2 separate regions of the Mus musculus genome follow, and region 2 is linked to region 1. Evidence: chromatin contacts called from public Hi-C data. All regions are on one chromosome and are shown on one strand. Each heading gives the region's core, a stretch centred on a gene start, on an enhancer-like site or on the middle of the called end of the contact. The rest is flanking DNA. Distances are from core to core; before and after follow the strand shown.

Region 1 (5,393 bases), core at 1,402-3,901:
TCACTAGGAGAAATCTAGAGGACAGTGAGAAGTGGTGACAGTAATCTTTGGGAACCTTTGGGAACCATCAAAAGATGAAACATGAACAATTTTATAAGTGAGCTTCTTATCACAATGATTTCAATGCCCTCAGCTATGTTTCCAATGAAACCTTGCAAATTGTATGTATAAATGCTCAGTTGCAGTTCTCTGCTTTATGTTTTGATGTGTATGCAATTTAGGGTCATGTACCTTGAGTATGCCTGACTCATCTACTTGCAGTGATGGATGTAAATAGACCCCTTGGGTCAACATACACTGATAGGTGTGCCAAGTTCATGGTGTACACAATTGAGTAAGGATTGAGTAAGCACACATTGAGGGCTCCATCAATGTGTGCTTACAGGATGACGAGGACATGTGTGTGTGCACAGAGTCAATAATGAGTTCTTATTTGGAGCTTGCTATGTGGTTGGCCTTATCCAAAACATGGTACACACATCACCCATGTAATCCTTCCAGCAGTTGTGGATACGCCCAATAATGCATTGTGGCTGTGCCTGGATTTCTATGAGGAAACCACAGGCTCAAATTGGCTGTCATTTTCTGCTGCTTAACTCAAGCTTCATGAATAGCACTAGGACTCTCCTGGACCAGAAGCAGTAGCAATGAATTAGAAGATAGATCATAAAGTCCTTTCAGAATACTATCTATGTAAGCAATCGCAGACACACAGCCTGTGTTTCCTGGATGTGTAAACACATTCCCACCACCTCAACTGCTTAAACAAGGCTCACTGTGGTTTGGCATCCCCACAAATACTTTTTTTTTCCTCTTTTTTTTTGTCATTTCTTTTTCAAAAACAAGATTGCTCCCTCGGCAACTGTTTCCAAGCACATTCTCTCATTCTGGGAGAGAGAAAGATGAAGCAGAAGGAGCCTCTTGTTACTATGCAGGGGATACAAAAGAGGTCGGGGAGGAAGAAAGGAGAAAAGTAAAAAAGCTAAAGACCCAGCAAGATGCGCTTTACCAAATGGAACTGACCAAATGGCCCCTTGAACAGCAAAGTTTAGCCTTGTCTTGCTATCTATCCTGACCCCTGCCCTCTCTCTCTTATCTATCATCTATTTATCTATCTATCTATCTATCTATCTATCTATCTATCTATCTATCTATCTATCTATCATTTATCTATCATCTATATATCTATCATCTATCTACCATCTATCATCTATGACCTACCTATTATCTATTTATCATCTAGCTAGCTAGCTAGCTATCATCTGTCACCTATCATCTATCTATCTATCATCTATTTATCTATCATCTATCACCTATCTATCACCTATCTATTTATCTATCTACCCATCGGAAGGGCAGAGGACATCTCTAAGGCAGTCTACCTGAGCTAATGAGGAAATCACAATTACTTCCCTTAGAGTTAAGGCATGTTGTTAGTGTCATGTTTGTCTTGACTTTATTTTGATACTACAGTAGCAAAGCTGGACCCAAGATGAGAGGTGATAAGAGCAACTGCCATTTCCTTTTTCCCTAATCTGTTTCATTCTGATCTATGCCTTTAAAACAATAAATAGGGGTTGGAGAGAAATTTCGGTCAGTGACATGCCTCCTGCTGCATGAGTACCTGATTGTAGTCTCCTGTGCTCACATCAAGCCACCAGGCCTGGTGACCTGACCTGTGTTTGTAGACCTAGTGCTAGGTGGGGGATGGGAGGCAGACAGACATCTGTAGCTCACTGCACAGTCTAGATAACCAGTAGCTCTGACTCTACAAAAGATCCTCTCTTGAAAAGAAAAGGAAAAAGAAAGACAGAGAGAGAGAGAGAGATGCTGATATTGACTTACGGGCTCCATATGTCCATGCCTGTCTACTCACACAGCATGTGCTCTAACCCAACCACAAACAGATACACTACACACACAAATACACATTTAAAAAAAAAGAAACAACAAACAAAAATTCATTCCAAAATTCTATGAGCTGGCCAAAGTAACCTTTAGAGGAAAGCACTAAAAATACCCATAAATTCCCTAACTCTTATTTCTTTTACATATAAGATAGCCATAGCTATCTTATAACATATTTCTCAGGTTTGTCTTAAATAGTAAAATGCGGGCTGGTGAGATGGGTCAGTGGTTATAGGAATTTGCCATAAGCCTGGTGACCTGAGTTTGATCCACAGAACCAATGTAAGAGATGGAAGATAAGAACTGCTTCTACGAAGTTGTCACTTGGCCTACTGCATTTGCATGTGTGTGTGCATGCATACATGTACACAAAAGTAATAGTTTACAAAAATAGTATTAAATAGACCACTATAAAAACAGTTCAATACATTCTAGATACTTAATAAATATTAATTCTCTTCCCCAAGCCTCAGGTTTATGTCCCTGCCAACATCCTTGGAAAAACATCAGAGGTCTGAGCTAGATGGCTGTTATCTGGGAACAGAAAGGCACATTGAGTCACACCCCCACTCCTACCCCACCCTCAGATCTGTTGCCTCTAACTGCAACAGGAGCTTCAGCCACGTGCTCATGAATAATCCATCTGCTTCACAAATGTAATTATATCACAACACTGATTTCTGATGGGCAGAGACCGATACCCAGAGATGCTTCATTCCCAAACATTGCAGAAAAAAAAGTATCACACTCCCCAGAGCAGAAGTGTAGTCACAACGAAGGCTCACCAAGTACAATATTTTTCCATGCTCCAGAGAAGACTGGCAGATGTCCTGGAACATCAGGTTTGGGCCCTTCCAGAAAGCCACATTTCTCTGCTTGCTGTAGCTTCTAATGGGATGAAATTGGCACTTTGAGGCACATTTACCACATCTAAAGAATCTCTGCAAAGCTTGCTCCTGAGATTCCACCCCCTTCTAGATATTCATGCATTGACATGCTGCCTCTAAGTTCTAGAACAAAAGGCATCAGATACCTTAACTTTGCACACTGTAACTGAGACAGCCAAGACCTAAGGAGGCATACGCTGTCCACCAGTCCCTACAGAATCTATTCCAAATTACCATTTGAGGAAATGCTATGGTTTTCCAGCCCTTAATGGATTGCAACCATTAAGGTCCAACAGACAAATGTTTGTTTCTGACATGTGCTGTGTTTCCTTATGAAGATATGCGTTCATTTTCTTTTGATAACAAAATCAACAACCACCAACTTAGTGGCTTCAAATAACACCAATTGATTATTTGACACTTCTGCAGGTCATAAATCCGAATTGGGTCTCACCAGGCTAAAATCAAGGAATAAACAGAAAACTGGGCCTGGTGGTACAGGCTAGCCCTTCAAAGGTTGGGCAGAAAGATGGCATGTTTAAGTACAGCCTGGGCTATAAAGTGAGTTCAAAACCCAGCCTAGGTAACTTAGTGAGAGCCTGTGAAGAAGGCTAAGGCAGTATCTCAGGGGGAGGGAGTTTGCCTAACACATAGAAGTGAAATAATGTAATACAAGAAAATAGAATAAATACGGAGTTGTGTTCCTTTCTAGAGATGAGGGTCAACCTACTTTACCCTTTTCAGCCACTAGAGGCTGCCATATTCCTTGACTCGGGATTCCCTTCCATCTTGACAGTCAACATTTGGATATCCTCCCATCTGTTTCTACAAAGAAAAGATCTTTGTGATTCAATTGGCCTATCGTTATAACCCAGGTTAATCTCCTTATTTAAACTGGGTTAGTCTGCAGTCTTCATTTTCTCTGCAACTTTGATTCTTCCTTGCTGTGTAACACAACCTGCTTGTAGTCCCACAGTAATAGTCAGGACAAAGATGACTTTGAGATTACTGTATCTACCAAGACATGCATTCTTTTTTCTCCTGACGAAATCTTAATTAATCCTTCAAACTGGTTTTCCATCCTCCCAAAGACTTCAGAATAAACATAGTGTTCCATGATAGGGCTGAAATTTTTTCTAGGCCTTTGCACTTTTTTGACTGGAGTAACCCAGTAGTTGAAAATGGTTGACGTCCAATATTTTCAGTGACAAGGTACACTGAAAGTACACTTCTAGTTCTAGCATCTGCTGGCCTCCTGAAATCTGGTACTCTAGCATGTCCTGTCACACAGGGACTAGTATAAATCTGACCCTGTATTGGCTCCATTTATCCACAGGTGGACTCTGCCCTTGGTAGTCCATCGGACCTATTAGTCAGACACAACAGTGAATGGAACAAAAAGCAGAGAAAGCCACCAAGATTAGAGATGTACATGTATGGGCAGGCCCTCTCAGCTCACACAGAGGACAGTAGATTTATTGGCAGGGGACAGAAGGTGAGTCTGGAATAAAAAGCTCAGGCAGAATTTGTTTCCAGTGAGTGGGGTATTTCTTCTGGAAAGCTGTGGGTATTTTCAGGCTTCTATTGTTGAAGCTAGCATGATGATATGCATGAAATCATAGTCCTGTTTTGTTTTCTTCCTAATCTTTCTTCTTTTACTGTTTAGTCTAGGGAGTCACACTGATCCAGAAAACAACATCCACAGAACTGATAACTATTTCTGTGCATTTATTCATTCAAAACCCAATTGAACTCTACTATGTTCCAGAAGCCACCAGGAAACAATGATTTTAAAACAGGTCCTATATGTTTATTTGCTAAAGAAGATTGTCATGTGGAGACCTACTAAGTGCCAGCTTAGTCACACCCTTCTCTTGTCATATCGGATGGGCTTCAAGTGGTATGTGCTGGTATGCAGGATCTGTTTTTCTGAATGAGAGAAATGCTTCTGGTGAGTTTATAAGCATCTAAAATGCATTTGGTTCAACTGTTTGTAAAGGTTTAATTATGCAGCCATGTAAATTTGGAGATGTGCTTTATATAAAAACAGTAGCAACAGTTACTAATTGAGGGGATTTGAGGTGATATGTCTGGGTGGGTGAGATATATAAAGATGCCAGCAAAACAAGTAGGCTACAGAGGCAGAAGCTTTATGGTCATGTGACCACAAGAAGCAGGCAAGCTTGCTGTTGTGCCACCAAAGGGAGAGAGGATGAGATTCACTGAAAGGGGAAGGGAGTGCATCCCATTTCAGACTGGCTCTTTTATAGGGCTTCCTCTTCATGTTAACAATAATATAAAAAATAAAATATGCATGCAAGTCAAGTAAGTAATAATCAGAAATAAAGCAACCCAAGTATGCTAGCTCTCCCTTAGGGAAAAATGTGAGTCAGAGTTTGAGAGACTATTTCAGATTGAGGACGTGGTAAAATGAAAAGGGATCATTTGGGGATATAATGAAGGCAGGTTGAGACTAGAGTCCAGTGACAACTTATATTACTTACCTACCTGGGCAGTCTCATCCATGATCATGAGTGCACCTGACTTGTCAGCCTGTCTGTCACTATCAGGGACTGGGAGGAGATCCCAGGACATAGC
Region 2 (5,498 bases), core at 1,831-4,330, 720 kb before region 1:
AGAGGATGGTGGGGGAAAGAATGAACAATGGACATTTAGGGAGCCGTGTGCAGGTCGAGAACTTCCATGAAGTCCGTCTGCCACGGTGTGGCTGGTGCAGTACTTTTCTTTCTTCTTTCTAACTTTCATTACTTCTTTGAGTTTGAACATTGGCCTGATTCATGTCTACTCTCTCTAGACTTAATCAGGTGTGCCATTATTATTATATTATTATTATTATTATTATTACTGTATTGTTTATCTTTGAAAGGTAGAGCTTCCCTCCCAAAGAGAAATTATGCAGTCTTTGTGTGTGTCTGTATCTGTGTTTGTGTGTGTGTGTTTATCTGTCTGTAGTGTGTATTTGTGTTTCTCTGTGTGTGAATGTTTGTATGTGTGTATCTGTGTGTGAGTGTGTGTGTGTGGTGTTGGATCTGAACTGACAATCACTTCTGGGAGACAAAGACTGTTTTCCAGAAGTCTTGTGATTAAATTTAGCAGAAGTTTCTTTTAGGAGTGTGTTTTAAAAAAGCACCCTACCTGATCATTTATTTTTATTTCAAATCATCAAGAAAATTGAAGGCTTCTACCATCTTCTTAATTGAATAAGGAGAGACAGATGTGGAAGGATCCTGTTGAATGTGGAACAAACTCCAGATCCCCAATTAGAACATTTACACGTAGACCTCTCTCTGCCTGGGAGGCTTGGGGCTCTGACTCTCTCCCACCTCTTTCTGCTATGTTTCCTTTTGCCTATCAGGTTAACTTGGAGACCAACCCATTGCTCGATTCCTTTAACAGGACACCTAAGTACATTCCTATTGCAGAACAGAACAGCAAATCTCCCTAAGATTTCTTGGGCCTTTGATATGTTTGTTATGAAATTCTTACTAGTCATTCTCTGTCGTGAAACTAGATGATGCTTGAGTTTAGGAAGGAATTATGGGCCTTTGGTGGCACATATCTGAACTCCCAGTTTCAAACGGTCCAAAATTAGCTATTTCAGGTAAATGCAGAGAAGTATATTAAATTCTCAGATCTGTAGTTTTTATTGGCTTTATGTAAGAGATGCTGGATCCATTTTTTAAAAAAGAATTATTTATTTTATGTATATGAGTACACTATCACTGTCTCAGACACACCAGAAGAGGGCACCAGATCCCATTACAGATGGTTGTGAGCCACCATGTAGTTTCTGGGAATTGAACTCAGGACCTCTGGAAGAGCAGTCAGAACTCTTAAGCACCAAGTCACCCAGAGATGCTAGATTCTTAAAGGCAAGGAAAGGTAACTGATTTGAATAGCCTTGAGAATACAGTCGGAGTCATGGCCCCATTTTATAGTTAAAGCTTTATTGGAATATAGCCATGCTTGGTGCCAGAGCTCTCTGAGTGCCTGACCACATGTGAAGTGCTGGGGGCTGGGGAAAAGGTACCAGCTAGACGTGGGGCTTTACATTCCTTGGAACATCAAGAACCCTATTCTAGGCAGAGAACCAAACCATGAATACAATAAGTGATCTTATATTTCCTACAACTTCGGCAGCACAGTTGTGTTAGAAGTATGGAACCCCAAAGATGCACCCCCTGAGCTATGCACACTATTCTTGTGTTTGCTTATTTCTGTCACTTGATGAGCCTTTCATACAACTCAGGGACCAATGAAAATATCTGGCAAGAGTGTTGTGGGTCACTGTATCTCTGTTGTGATGACATAGTTCTTCTAGTACAGAAATAGCCATCACATAAGCAAACAAGCTGACTGAATCCCAATAAAACTTTATTTGTAAGGTGGTCAGCAGTGCTCACACTATATAGTTGGCCAACACAGATAAAGCTTACAGTGGGTGGTTCATAAATATTTGTTAATAACGTAACTCACATGTAGATAGTTCAAATAACTGGAGTTTAAGATAAAATCAGTCGATAAAGTTATAATAATAAACATCTGCTTATTGTGTAAAGTTTGGGAAAATGTTCTAAAAGATAATATAAAGAGAAAAAGTTAGGGCTGGGGCAATAGTTCAGTCAGTAAAGGGCTTGCTTGATAAGCTTGAAGGTCTGCGTTCATCTCTAGAATCACATAAAACAGAGCCAGGCACAGTTGGTGTGAGCGTGCATTCCCAGTGTAGGATGGTGTGAGCAGGCATTCCCAGTGTAGGATGGTGTGAGCGTGCATTCCCAGTGTAGGATGGTGTGAGCGTACATTACAATGTAGGATGGTGTGAGTGTGCATTCCCAGTGTAGGATGGTGTGAGCGTGCATTCCTAGTGTAGGATGGTGTGAGCGTGCATTCCCAGTGTAGGATGGGAAGGACAGGCATTTCTACTGCTGCTGGTCAGTCAGACTACTGGGAGAGATCTAGGCTGGTGAGAAACCTTAGATCAAGAACTAAAATGACAATCGGGCTTTGTGGCCCATGCCTTTAATCCCGGCTCTTAGGAGGCAGAGGCAGGCAGATCTGTGTGAATTGAGAACAGTCTGGTCCATACAGCAAGTTCTAGGCCAACCAGGGCTACATAGTGAGACCTTGTTTAAAAAAAAAAAAAAAAAAAAAGGAAGCGTGTGCATGATAACATCACCTATGGCTTCCACACACATGCAGACATGTGCATATGTGCCCTACACACACACACACACACACACACACACACACAGAAAGAGAGAGAGAGAGAAAGAGAGAGAGTGTGTGAGAGAGATACTAAGAGGTATCTCAGTTAAAAATTTGTATTTCTATTCTTGTTTAGTCATTTCTTTGTAAGTGCCTTTTGTTTTTAAATCAAGAGAATAAGTAACTGGGATTTAAAATTATTATAATCTGTATTTGTTCTATTTGTGTGGGAGTGGAGATAATTGATGGAGCCCGCTTCTCCTAGGATTCCTGTCACAGAGCTCCTGTCCTCCGAAGTGGATGTTGCTTATGCACAAAGCAAGCTCGGCTGCGTCTGCCTCTTGATTTCCAAAATTAGATTTTTTTTTTGTCCACGATCCAGGTTTTGAAAAATCCTGAAGTGCTTTTGGATTCAAGGGAGGATTTAATTACAAAGCCTGGTAGAATCTCAGTGCTGGGGGCTGTGTTGCTTCTGTGTGGGCAACGCATTTACCCAAAGGAGAGTTCTTTCCTCCTAGCTTGGGGGGCAGGCGGAGTTCCTAGAAGGCTGTTCACAAAGGACGGGGCCTTTTGAGAATGTGCTGCTTGAAAATGATCCAGGAAGGGCTTCGATGAGTACCTGAGCTAGAAAGAATTAATATCTTGCTGTGAGCAGAGTGTGGGGGTCTGGTAATAGAAAGTTTATATCTTCTCAGTTCTATGGTAAGGAGTGGGGAGATGGTATTCTAGCTCCACTCTCCCAATATGCACCCACCAACACACCCTTCCTTCTCCCCTCAATCCCCCTCCTCTTCACTTTTTCCTCTTCTTCCTTTTGCCCTTGTACTGGCTTGTTTTGTGTGTCAACTTGACACAAGCTGGAGTTATCACAGAGAAAGGAGCTTCAGTTGGGAAAATGCCTCCATGAGATCCAACTGTAAGGCATTTTCTCAGTTAGTGATCAAGGGGGAAGATCCCATTGTGGGTGGGACCATCTCTGGGCTGGTAGTCTTGGGTTCTATAAGAGAGCAGGCTGAGCAAGCCAGGGGAAGCAAGCCAGTAAAGAACATCCCTCCATGGCCTCTGCATCAGCTCCTGCTTTCTGACTTGTTTGAGTTCCAGTCTTGACTTTCTTTGGTGATCAGCAGCAATGTGGAAAAATGTAAGCTGAATAAACCCTTTCCTCCCCGACTTGCTTCTTGGTCATGATGTTTGTGCAGGAATAGAAACCCTGACTGAGACGACACTTCATCCTCCTCATTCTCTTCCTCGTGCCAGGCTCTCCATGCAGCATCCTTATCTATTCTAACCTGACATTGTGACCAACAGCCTCTGCTCCCTTATGCTTCTCTTGTGTACCCCCATTTCATCACCCATCTCTAACGGCCTCCCCAGATAAATAGAGGTCTTCTATACAGCAGTTTGTTTTTAAAGGCAGACAACTCATGATATTCCAAGGTCCTTCTAGAAGTATCTCAACATTCAGATGGCCTTCAAGACCCTCTCTCCCCAGCCGGGAGGTGGAAAGCTGTCAGGGGACAATTATATTTGGCAGCTTTTAAAAGATGGATGTTTGGCTGGGTGAGAAGGGAGGTGGCCCAGTCATGTGCTTGAGGCACATTTGATATGCACCCATCTGTGTTCTTGCTATTTTCGAAGATGACTATGTGGCATTTCACCATCTACCCCAAACACCTCCTCTGTTCTCCCCAAAGGCCGAGGGTGGAGATTTATCAGATACACAGTGCTGTATACCCTTTGAGCTGCTGAAGGTTCAGTCTAGAAGCCTGTCTTTCAAAGTAGGAAGAGAAAGAGTACGGAGGAATGTGAGCCTGAATCTCCATCATATACCTGTTGTCGCCCGTTTGTTCTTTGCTTCATTTTGTCCAGAAACACTGTAAGGTAGAGCATTTCCCTAAACTGGGATATCCCCTTTTTGCTGGCAATGAACACTTCCTTTCCTTGTATCTGTTCCCCTTAAAGTGATCGCAACATACTGTGTAGCATAACTGTAAGCCCTGCTGAACTCTCCTCCGTATGCCAGTTTTGATGATCATTGATCAGAGTTGCGTGGTATGTGCTTACCACCGAGGAAGGAGAGATCTCTTGGAAGTTCCCATTACAGAACCCTGGGTTGAAATAGACTGTTTACCACTGAAGGTGTTTGTCAGCTAGCTCTGCCTACTGTGGAAGACATCTGGTCATTCATTCTTCCCATGAATATTTATATAGCTTCAACAGTGTGCCTGCTGGAGGTCTGAGCATGGAGGAAGCATTTGAGAATTTCAACAGTTAGGAGGGCAGGAGCAAAGTACAAACAAGTGATCAATTGAACACACAACTTCAGGCACAGGTGAACATTGCCAGGAAACTAAAACATGGGGCTGGGAGATGCTTGGCAGGTAGGAGCACATATTGTGTAAGCATGAAGATTCGAGTTTGAATTCTCAGTGCCCATGTAAAAAGCTGGCTGTGGCCACAGATAACCCCCAGGACTGTACGGGAGAGTGATGTAGTTAGGAAGAGTTCTGGAGCTCTCGATTCCCTCCTCAGCTCCAGGTTTAGTGAGAGAATAGACAGTGATAGGGCAGGGCACCTAACCTTATCCTCTATCTTCCACATGCATGCACAGTTACATGCACCATGCATACACATGCATGTACATGTGCATAGGTAAGATTCGGGGACTTCTTGCATGAGGACATAATAACAGCGTGACCAGGAAAGACCCCAGGGAAAGGTGACACTGGAGCTGAAGAACGATGAGAGATCTCCAAAGGGAAGGCTTGGCTGAGAACAGACAACATACGGTGCAAATGTGAGATGACATTAAAGGTAATGTCCCATTAACTTCAGACTCCTTTTCTCTCTATGAAATAGCATGCTGCCTATTAATTTAGAGGTGCTGAACAGTTGTTAGCCAAAAGGGC

The links. A called contact is a pair of places that touch in the nucleus more often than the background predicts.
Region 2: a Hi-C map of cortical neurons shows a contact between it and region 1, with 2.0 times the contacts expected there. The contact joins two enhancer-like sites. A contact is called at or near these places in 2 of 484 Hi-C or Micro-C datasets (cerebral cortex and cortical neurons).

The regions. Positions count from the first base shown.
Region 1 is chr16:12,199,564-12,204,956 of GRCm38.p6, reverse strand. The region is part of intron 2 of Shisa9 (shisa family member 9); the gene reads right to left. Among named protein-coding and RNA genes, the nearest start is that of Shisa9, 220 kb to the right of the region's middle. Within about 2 kb of position 2,651, at least 7 of the 459 cell types and tissues checked have an H3K27ac peak or open chromatin away from gene starts, as enhancers often do. A contact at or near this core is called in cortical neurons, where this site is marked.
Region 2 is chr16:12,923,638-12,929,135 of GRCm38.p6, reverse strand. No RefSeq gene overlaps it. Among named protein-coding and RNA genes, the nearest start is that of 4930414F18Rik, 91 kb to the right of the region's middle. Within about 2 kb of position 3,080, at least 4 of the 459 cell types and tissues checked have an H3K27ac peak or open chromatin away from gene starts, as enhancers often do. A contact at or near this core is called in cortical neurons, where this site is marked.